Linked DNA regions of Mus musculus: region 2 is linked to region 1. Evidence: chromatin contacts called from public Hi-C data. All regions are on one chromosome and are shown on one strand. Each heading gives the region's core, a stretch centred on a gene start, on an enhancer-like site or on the middle of the called end of the contact. The rest is flanking DNA. Distances are from core to core; before and after follow the strand shown. Region 1 holds the start of Epb41l3 (erythrocyte membrane protein band 4.1 like 3). Region 2 holds the start of A730049N16Rik (a long non-coding RNA gene).

Region 1 (4,422 bases), core at 523-3,022:
AAAATTTAAACAATGCATTTGTTTTCTAGGCTTAACACAAGACTACCTCCATGTGTGTGTGTGTGTGTGTGTGTGTGTGTGTGTGTGCATATGCTTATGTTGAGTGCACATATGTGTGGTTTGTAAGAAAGTCTGTAAGAACAATGTATCAAAATGTCAGCTATCTTAAAATTAAGTTGTCAGCCTTTCTTCCATACTGCAAATTACAAAAGAATTAGGGGTTGGGAGCTAATAGAAGCTTCCAGTCCTGCAGTGTGCAATTTAACCAATCATCGCAAGGTCTAAAACCACAGTACCGAAGACATTTCACCAGTGATCTGCAGGCCTAGCACCTAATTTAGACTTCTCTACCTCCACTGTTCTCAAGTCCTTTTCTTCTCTCTGCTTCAGGAACGTGTCCTGGAATAGCCGAACCTTTGAGTAGGAACCACCCCGACTTCCTACAGTGCTACCTCATCAAGGTGAAATCATGGCAGTCATCTTTGCAAAGACCCAGACAGAAGACACCCGAGACTGATGCGTGGCTCTTCCCTCTGCCCTGATGAGATCACACTAAGTTCATAAAAAGCAGCTAATATACTTTATAGGCTATGAGGTACGTAGAGTATAGGAGCACTCGGGACCTGAGCGTCCTCTGACCCCCTGTTAGATGCTAATTTGGACCAGACATGTCTCCACACTAGAATTCTCCAAGGATTAAAATGTCAAATTACAAAATAATATCAGCAAATAAAGCAAAGTTAGAATGGAAACTAATTACCCACAGATCATGGCAGATAGCTCCTACACCTGTGACACCTCTAGCTTTTCTATTTTTCCCCAGTTGTGAACAGCAAGCACATTGCGTCAAACCACAAAACAGCATTGCCAACTCAGAAAGTATAAAAGATACGAGATATTTTAAAGATGGCACTAATAACCTAAAAATGAAAAAAATTTACGCATGATATTGCAATAGTACAATAGTGCAAACAGGATCAACTACAGGCTTAATAAATTTAAAAGCCTGACTTGCTGAACCCCACAGTATTTTCTTATGGGACAGAAATATTCGAAGATTTTTACCACTTCACATCCATACGATACCTTGTTGTGCTGTTCACGGTGAAAGCCTCATGAAAGGCTTCTGCAGGCTTCGATGGGACTCCAATGCTTCTGCCTGCCCCACCCTGTTTTCCTCTGAGCCATAGTGATGTCATAGCCCCAGCCCAGCAATGATGTCACTGTCCGGGCCCTGTTTCTGGGGACATAATCCTTTATAGCCAGGACAAATGCAATAGCAGTGGAGCCCTTCAAAGGGCCCTGAGTGTCTGATGAATTCCCATCAAATGAGCAACTAGTGGTGAGCCTTCTGAAAGGACGGGGTGCTGAAGGTGAACTTGATTCGTGGCTCTCAGTGGGGAGTTTATACTCCATCATAAAGCTCACACTCAGAGGGGAGTGGAATTCAGAAAAGACTGTGAGGACAGAATTATGAAGGACAACCAGAGTACTCTACTTAAGAAAATTCTCTTCGCTATACTTGAATTCTCACCCGAAAGGAAAGATTTCCCAGGCTACTCTTGGAGTCAACTTTCACTGCCATGGAAATCGCCGATTCCCACCTATCCATTGTAGAATTCCCCTCAGTGTATGGGAATGCCAGGGTGGGAGGACAGGAGTGAGTGGGTAGGTGGGGGAGCACCCTCATAGAGGCAGGGGTCCAAGGTAGGGGATAGGGGGCTCCCTAAGGGGAGACCTGGAAAGGGGCAACCATTTGAAATGTAAATAAAGAAAATATCCAATCCAAAAAAAAAAAAAAAAAAAAAAAAAGATGGCTGTGCATCCTACAAGCGAAGAAAGCACTGATGAGCCAATCCCTCCACACTAGCCTGAAAGGACAGCATCAACAGCTCTCTGAGGTCACAGGTTGTCACCTCACTCCTACCTCAGTGCACCCTTAGTGGCTTGGCCATTGGACTTAGAAACCTTATCATTTATTTGTGATTACTTTATGTGCATTGTTGTTTTGCCTGCATGCGTGTCTCAGTGAAGATGTTGGGTCCTCTGGAACTGGAGGAATGGATGGTTGTGAACTGCCATGTGAGTGCTGGGAATCAAACCAGAGTCTTCTAAAGAGCAGTCAATGCTCTTAAGCACTGAGTCATCTCTTCCAACCCTGCCTTTGGATTTTTAAAAAAGCAACACACACACACACCCCAGATCCAGTCAGAGAAGTAAACCTGAATCTTGTATTTCCACAGAAATCAAAGTTGGCCTTGGTCCAAGGACCCAACGGGGATTGGCGAACGCACTCTCTAAACCATATTTATGCCTAAGGAAATTCTCTAAAAAATTAGATGTAAGTATGTCATTGGGACAATGGCCTTTGCCCCCTAGCTCTACAATCCTCGGCCTAAAGGTGTTTACAAGCGACAGAGGCCACTCTTCTGGTTTCCGATCAAACCTCTCGAAACACATGCTCTGTTTTTGCAAGAACTTGCTGTGCGCGAGATCAGTTCATGCAGTGGCTTGTGCTTCTAATTATCTAGCTTTTTTTCTAGACCATTGGAATAATCATAGTGTAAATAATTCAATACTCACAGCCTTCAGCTTATTCCATCGGGGTTTTGGAAACTAACAAAGGAGAGGCATGCTTCTTCAATTTGGAAATTATTTCCTCTCACGATAACTTTGTTACTCCAAACAAAGGTTTAAAAAGTTGATGCCACAATGACCATGCAATTCAAAGACAGCGGTAAAAGCACTGAGCAGAGTCAATAAGGATCATCAAATCCCTCCTCCTCCTCCTCCTCCTCCTCCTCCTCCTCCTCCTCCTCCTCCTCCTCCTCCTCCTCCTCCTCCTCCTCCTCCGCAGGTTCACTCCTTCAAAGCCCCACTTAACTCTAACGGTGCTGCATTCATGGCCTCCGGATATACGTGGAGTTCCATCATTTTTGATTCATGGGGGCTTTAAAAGGCAGTGTAAGGCGCAAAAAAGAAATTTCTTTTGATCGCCGGATTTGATGAGTCCTTTACTTGGTTAAGTTATGCTACCAAGAGTAACCCCCAGAACATCCGACCGCCCCACAGATCCCCAAACGGGCCCCTGAAAACCCCAGCCAAGGATGTCTGCAAAAGCAATTCCATAAAGTAATGTAAAAAAGCTGAAACGCCAACTTAAACACGTAATGGAAGCATTGCGTTATTAGCAGGATTGCCTGGCCCTCTCAGGACTGCCCAGCCTCCATGCTTAATTAATACCACATGTTCCCTTTATCATTCGATTTGTTCTGTAGCACTCTTCCCAACTTGAACCCTGGTCTGCAAAGACGGGAAGGTAAATCGCCCCCCCCCCCCGACCCCCAAGAAAACTTCAGATCAGTACATCTAAAAGGAGAAAGAAAGCAAGAATGTTCCCACCAGAAGGACCACACTTACAATCTGCGAGGTAACCACACCCACCGCATTGCAGAAGCTGTGAACTTGGCACCGGGTGCAGGGGGTAGGGGGAAGGGGAAGAGTAGGGCGCGATTAGAGAGAGAACCCGAAAAAGCAAGCCCTCCCCCCACCCCCGGGTGCAGGAGCCTGGGTGCACCAGCCGCAACTAGCAGGGACCGGAGTCCTGCGGTCCCCAGCCTCCCTACCCCGACCCCTCCAGGCGACCCGCAGTCCCGAGGGCGCCAGGTGAGCCGCGCCCGGCCGAGTGCTCGGCTCTGCAGGCCGGGGCGCGTTCCCGCCCGGCGCAGGGAGCCGTCCCAGGGGCGCGCGGCCGGCAGGTGCCCAGGCCCGGGGCAACCTGGCTGGCCAGTAGCCGGCCCGAGGTCGCCGGCCACTCGAGGGAGAGGCAAGTTACGTAAAAGCGGCCCGCCTCGCCGTGGAGCCAGGATGCTCCGAGACCCGCCGCGCCCGCCCGGGGCACGGACGCAGCGGCAGCCGCAGCCTCGGGGACGCACAACCCCTCCCGCGCACAGCCCCCGGCCTGGCGCCGCAGTGTTTTTCCCCCCAAGCCCCGCACGCTCGGAACATGGCGTCCCAACCCGGGGTTCCGCGCCGATGGCTGGAGAGGGGCGCAGGGCCCGATCGCCCCCAGGGGCCGGAGCTCGGAGAGAGGCCCCCAGGGCGGAGGCCGAGGTCGGCGGGCGCAGCGCAGCGCACCGGGGCCCCCCAAGCCCCGCGCGTCTTGGAAGCGAGTCCCCCTCGGAGCCCTTCGGCCCGCCAAGGGCAGAAAAAGTTACCTGGGGGCGGCGGGAAGGCCGGGCGCGCCGCGGCGTGGGGACCGGGCTGGCGCTGGCGTCCTGCTCGGCGGTGCGCAGGAGACTCCGCGCGGGAGGAAGCCGCAGCCCAGGGCTCCCCCGCCCCCCTTTGCAGGAGGCACGGAGGCTCCGCGGAGCTGCGGCGGGGCCCACGCCCAGACTCCGAGCGAGGGGGGCCAACCTCGTC
Region 2 (4,413 bases), core at 86-2,585, 320 kb before region 1:
TGACACTATTACTGATGCTATGCTGTGCTCACAGACAGGAGTCTGCTATGGCTGTCCTCAGAGAGGCTCTACCAGCAGCTGATTGAGACAGCTGCAGATCCTTACAGCCAACCATTGGAATGAGGTCAATGACCCCTATGGAAGAGTTAGGGGAAGGACTGAAGGAACTGAAGGGATGGCAACCCCACAGGAAGAACAACAGACTCACTAACACAGACCCCTGAGAGCTCCCAGAGACTAAGCCATCAACCAAAGAGCATGCATAGGCTGGTCTGAGGCCCCCAGCACATATGTAGCAGAAGGCTGCCTTTTCCAACCTCAGTGGGAGAGGGTACACCTAATCCTATAGAGACTTGATGCCCCAGGTAGGGGAGATGGGTCAACGGGTCAGAGCCACACAGACTATTGACCAACTCACACTCCACATAATCTTTTCTAGGTCAATTTTATATCTATGTTCATTATAAACTTGGAGCACAGACGATGTTTCAGAAAGTGAAACTGCTCCTATAGAAATAATAGGAATGTATTATTTCTCATAGTTCATTTACCCAAACCCAAAGCGGCTCATGATACGAGGGAAATGCCTTTCTATGTGTACCGATTCATGAGCCATTGTCTGGAGTGTTGTAACTATGGGAGTTTGTACATGTGCAAGGGCAGAGGGCACATAAGATATCTGTGTGCTTCTGATTTTGTTGTGCACCTAAAATTTCTCTAAAAAAAAAACAATAAGTTCTTTATTTTTGTTATTTCTAAATGTGTTGGGTGTCTGATGGCAGAGCATTGTGCAAGCACTCACTTGAGTGGACTCTGGTGAGGGTGGAGGTCAGAGAGGGGTCTGTCCTTCCCTTCTATACTGAGGAAGTATCTTGTCCACCCCTACATTCCCCCTGACAAACCATCCCACTCCCCTTCTGGGAATCCTCTCGTCTCTGGTCCCATCTCCCAGGAGGTGCTCCTGTCACATATGTGGCTTTTAGGTAGGTCCTGAGTATCGGAACTCCAGTCTTTAAGTGTAGGGGGCAAGTACTTTATCCACTGAACCGTCTTCCCTGTCCAAACACGAATGAAATCTTAGAAGAAAAGGACACAAAAAGCAACTGTTATAAAGGGAGGAAATGTTCTGAGAAGGAATCACGGAGTTTGGGTGGCGGTTTGAAGGGAAGACTTAAGAGAGAGAACAAATTTTGCACTGAAAGGAGCTGGAGCAGGGCAAGTGTTCATGAAAGTGTTATGCCAGAGGTGTTTAAATGTTGCATTTTCTGAGCATGCGGAGATCGAGAAACTCAACCAAAAGTGGGTTATGAGTCCAGAGAGCTCCCAAAACTCCTGAGTACAAGGCTTCTAACGGAGTTTAGCAGAAATCTGGGTTTCTCCCTTTCACACCATTCCTTCCAACTTCTACTTTCCCGGCGAGCCACGGGGATGTGGCTTTCTATCTGTCCAGCAGCTCAGCTTGCAATGCTTTGGGCGAGATAAAACTTCCTGCCCCTTGTCTGAATCTGCAGGATTGGGGCAGTTGAAGGCAGATGGCTCCCGGCAACCGTCCCTGCAGAGCCTTAAGCACACACTGAAGAGCATGGTACCCGGCCCGGAGGATGGACGGTGGAGCGAGGTTCGGGTGGGCAAAAAAGCCAGACACGGAGTGGCCTCGCTCCGGGGCAACCGGACATAACTGGAATAGAAACCTGGGTGGACTGTGCAGCCAGACAGCGCCGCCCCACCTCCGCTCACGCAGCCTCTGCCGCCCCCTGCCGGCTGCAGCTGGAGTTGCCGAAGCCACGAAGACCCCACTCCACCCCAACCCCAAGCCCAGGGCTGAGCTGAGAGTCCTGACCCCTGTTTCTGATTTACCAAACCCACTTAAACTGCTCCAAGGACCGTGCTTGCTAGCCCATTTACTTAAAAAATGGACTTACAGGTCCTGCTTGGAGTTCGGAAGCAAACCAGAGACTTCCTGCTCAAAGATTTTAATTACTTGAGCACAATGCTGAAGATCTAAATACTTAACAAAATATTTTGATCTCCTAGGCAATATTAACCAGTTACTGGCTCTTCTCACCCACCGGGACAGTGGGAGAAATCAGTGTAAGTATAAATAGTATGAAAGATTTTAAACGAACTCTTTAAAAGCACCCTCTCATACAGACAACATCTTCTGCTACGGGAAGAGTCAAAGACCCGGAAATGACTAGCCATCGCAAAGTATGGTTCTAGATCAGTTTAACCAATCAGCTCTCACAGGTCACTCATGGTCTCCGAAGGAAAAGTAGCCAGAAGGGTAAGTAGAGGAAGATGTATGCCATTTCTTTGAACAAGTAGGTTCCGAACACTTGGAGACAATCCTTTTATAATGTCAAAATATCTCATGTGTTCTCCTTATATGCTAATGAAACAGGATATGGATTCAGTCACGCTTAGATGAATTTAGATAGTGAAAACTCATGCATGAAAATATTCAGGAGAAGCTGTATTCCAGCTATGGAAATTCATAACACAAACATGGCGTGCTGGTTTGAATGAAATACTCCCCCCCCTCCTTGGGCTTATATATTAGAAAGTTAGATACACAGTACTTGGAAGTACTTGGATACACAGTACTTGGAAGTACTTGGATACACAGTACTTGGAAGTACTTGGATACATAGTACTTGGAAGTACTTGGATACATAGTACTTGAAAGAATTCGGAGGTGTGGACTTGTTGGAGGAGGTGTATCACTTGGGGTAGATGGGCTTTGAGGTTTCAAAGGCCCACACCATTCCTAGTTCTCTTTCTCTATCGCATGCTTGTAAATCAGAACACAAGTTCTCAGCTACTGCTCCATGCCTGCTGCCATCCACAGCCATCCTTCCTGTCAGGATAATCATGGACTCTAGCCCTCTGGAACCGTGAGCCTGCAAATTAAATGCTTTCTTTTTAAGTTGTCTGGGCCATGGTGTCTCTTCACAAAAATAGAAAGGTAATTAGCACACTTGGCATCCTGTGCCCTAGACAATGGGCCGCTTGCCTTCAGCCCTACCAATCCTGCCTTGTGCCATCCGAGGCTGGCATTTGAAGCAACCTTAAAAAGCAGACAGATGTGAATTAATTCCTGGAGATGAATTTGCAAAACCATAATGAAGTCTGGAGCATGGTTGATGTGAGATCACAGACTTCCACCAACTGTGATTTCCGGTCTCTGCTTAATAATCGTGGTACATTAATTCGATGACTAGTTCTGCAAGGTTTGTACAAAGTAGACACCTTTAGGAGTAATGAAATGGCTAAGGTTTCTCACGATTTTAAATTTTTATGTTAAATCATACTTATTTATCTGGGGTCGGGGTATGCCTGCCACACATGTCTACAACGCATGTGGATTATAGTGCAGCGGGTGGGAGTCATCCCTCTCCTTCCGGTGTGTTGGTCTGGGGATCAAACTCAGGTCTGGGGATCATCAGGCTTGGCAGCGAGCAGCTTGACCCCCTCCCCCCCCCCCAAACCATCTTGCAGACCCAAATTCTTATGTTATTGTTGTTGTTTGCTTTTTTTTAGGTGCACTATGAACTGTGTTTATCGGTTGGAAGAACATGAAATCAACTCTATTCCCAATTTCTTTCCGTCTGGTTGCTCCCAATAAAGCTTTGATTAGTGTTAATAAGAGCATTGTGAATGGACAGCCATGGTCACGTTCTCCGTTTTAAAAGAAATGCTTTCAGCATTTTCCCCATTCCATCAAATGCCGGCTGTTGTTTGACATGTGAAGCCTTAATTCTTTGGGGATGGGACCCTTTTATTCCTAGTTTGTTTGGGGCTTTAATTGTGGAAAGATGTTGAATTTTATAAAATGCTTTTTACTGAATCTATTGAGGTAATGGTGTGTTTTTTTAATCCCTCATTCTGCCACTGCAAGATATTGTTATTAATTTGTATATGTTGAAACACCCTTGTAGCCCTGACATAAAACCACGTGATCATATGAACACCTATTATGTGTTCTTTAACTTGACTTGATAGGGTTTTACTAAGAATGTTTGCATCTCTGAGTACGTGGGCTTTTGCTGTGTCCTTGTCAGGGTAAGATGTCACTTGCTTTCATGGTGTAAATCTGGCAAGAGTCCTTCCCTTGCAGTCCTCTGGAAGAGCATGCCAGGGGTGATGTTGGCTCTCCCCCAAAGCCTTCTTAAAGCTCTGTGGAAACAAAGCACCTGTGGAAATGAAGGCACAGAGTGTTCTTTGGAGTCACCTTCTTGAGGCCAGAGCTCCAAGCTTAAGTCCTGACTAAGCTGGAGTCCTTTCCTTGTAGCCTTGTCTGAGGCTCCCAAGCTTGGGGTAAGGAAGGACTATAGCATAGGTAACGAAGAGCCCAGAGGCTCTCTGCTCTCCACAGGAAACTGACAGTTTTCTGGGGCAGCCTCACGCCCATTT

The links. A called contact is a pair of places that touch in the nucleus more often than the background predicts.
Region 2: a Hi-C map of the N1E-115 cell line shows a contact between it and region 1, with 3 times the contacts expected there. The contact joins the promoter of A730049N16Rik here to the promoter of Epb41l3 in region 1. A contact is called at or near these places in 4 of 39 promoter capture datasets (the 3T3-L1 cell line, embryonic stem cells, hippocampal neurons and 1 more) and 1 of 484 Hi-C or Micro-C datasets (the N1E-115 cell line).

What each region holds. Positions count from the first base shown.
Region 1 is chr17:69,156,706-69,161,127 of GRCm38.p6, reverse strand. It overlaps Epb41l3 (erythrocyte membrane protein band 4.1 like 3), which reads right to left and starts at 1,772. Exons shown (of 23, transcript NM_001355734.1): 1 at 1,087-1,772.
Region 2 is chr17:69,472,836-69,477,248 of GRCm38.p6, reverse strand. A730049N16Rik (a long non-coding RNA gene) reads left to right here and starts at 1,335. Exons shown (of 2, transcript XR_876920.3): 1 at 1,335-2,284; 2 at 3,541-3,847. The region is part of intron 1 of Akain1 (A kinase (PRKA) anchor inhibitor 1); the gene reads right to left.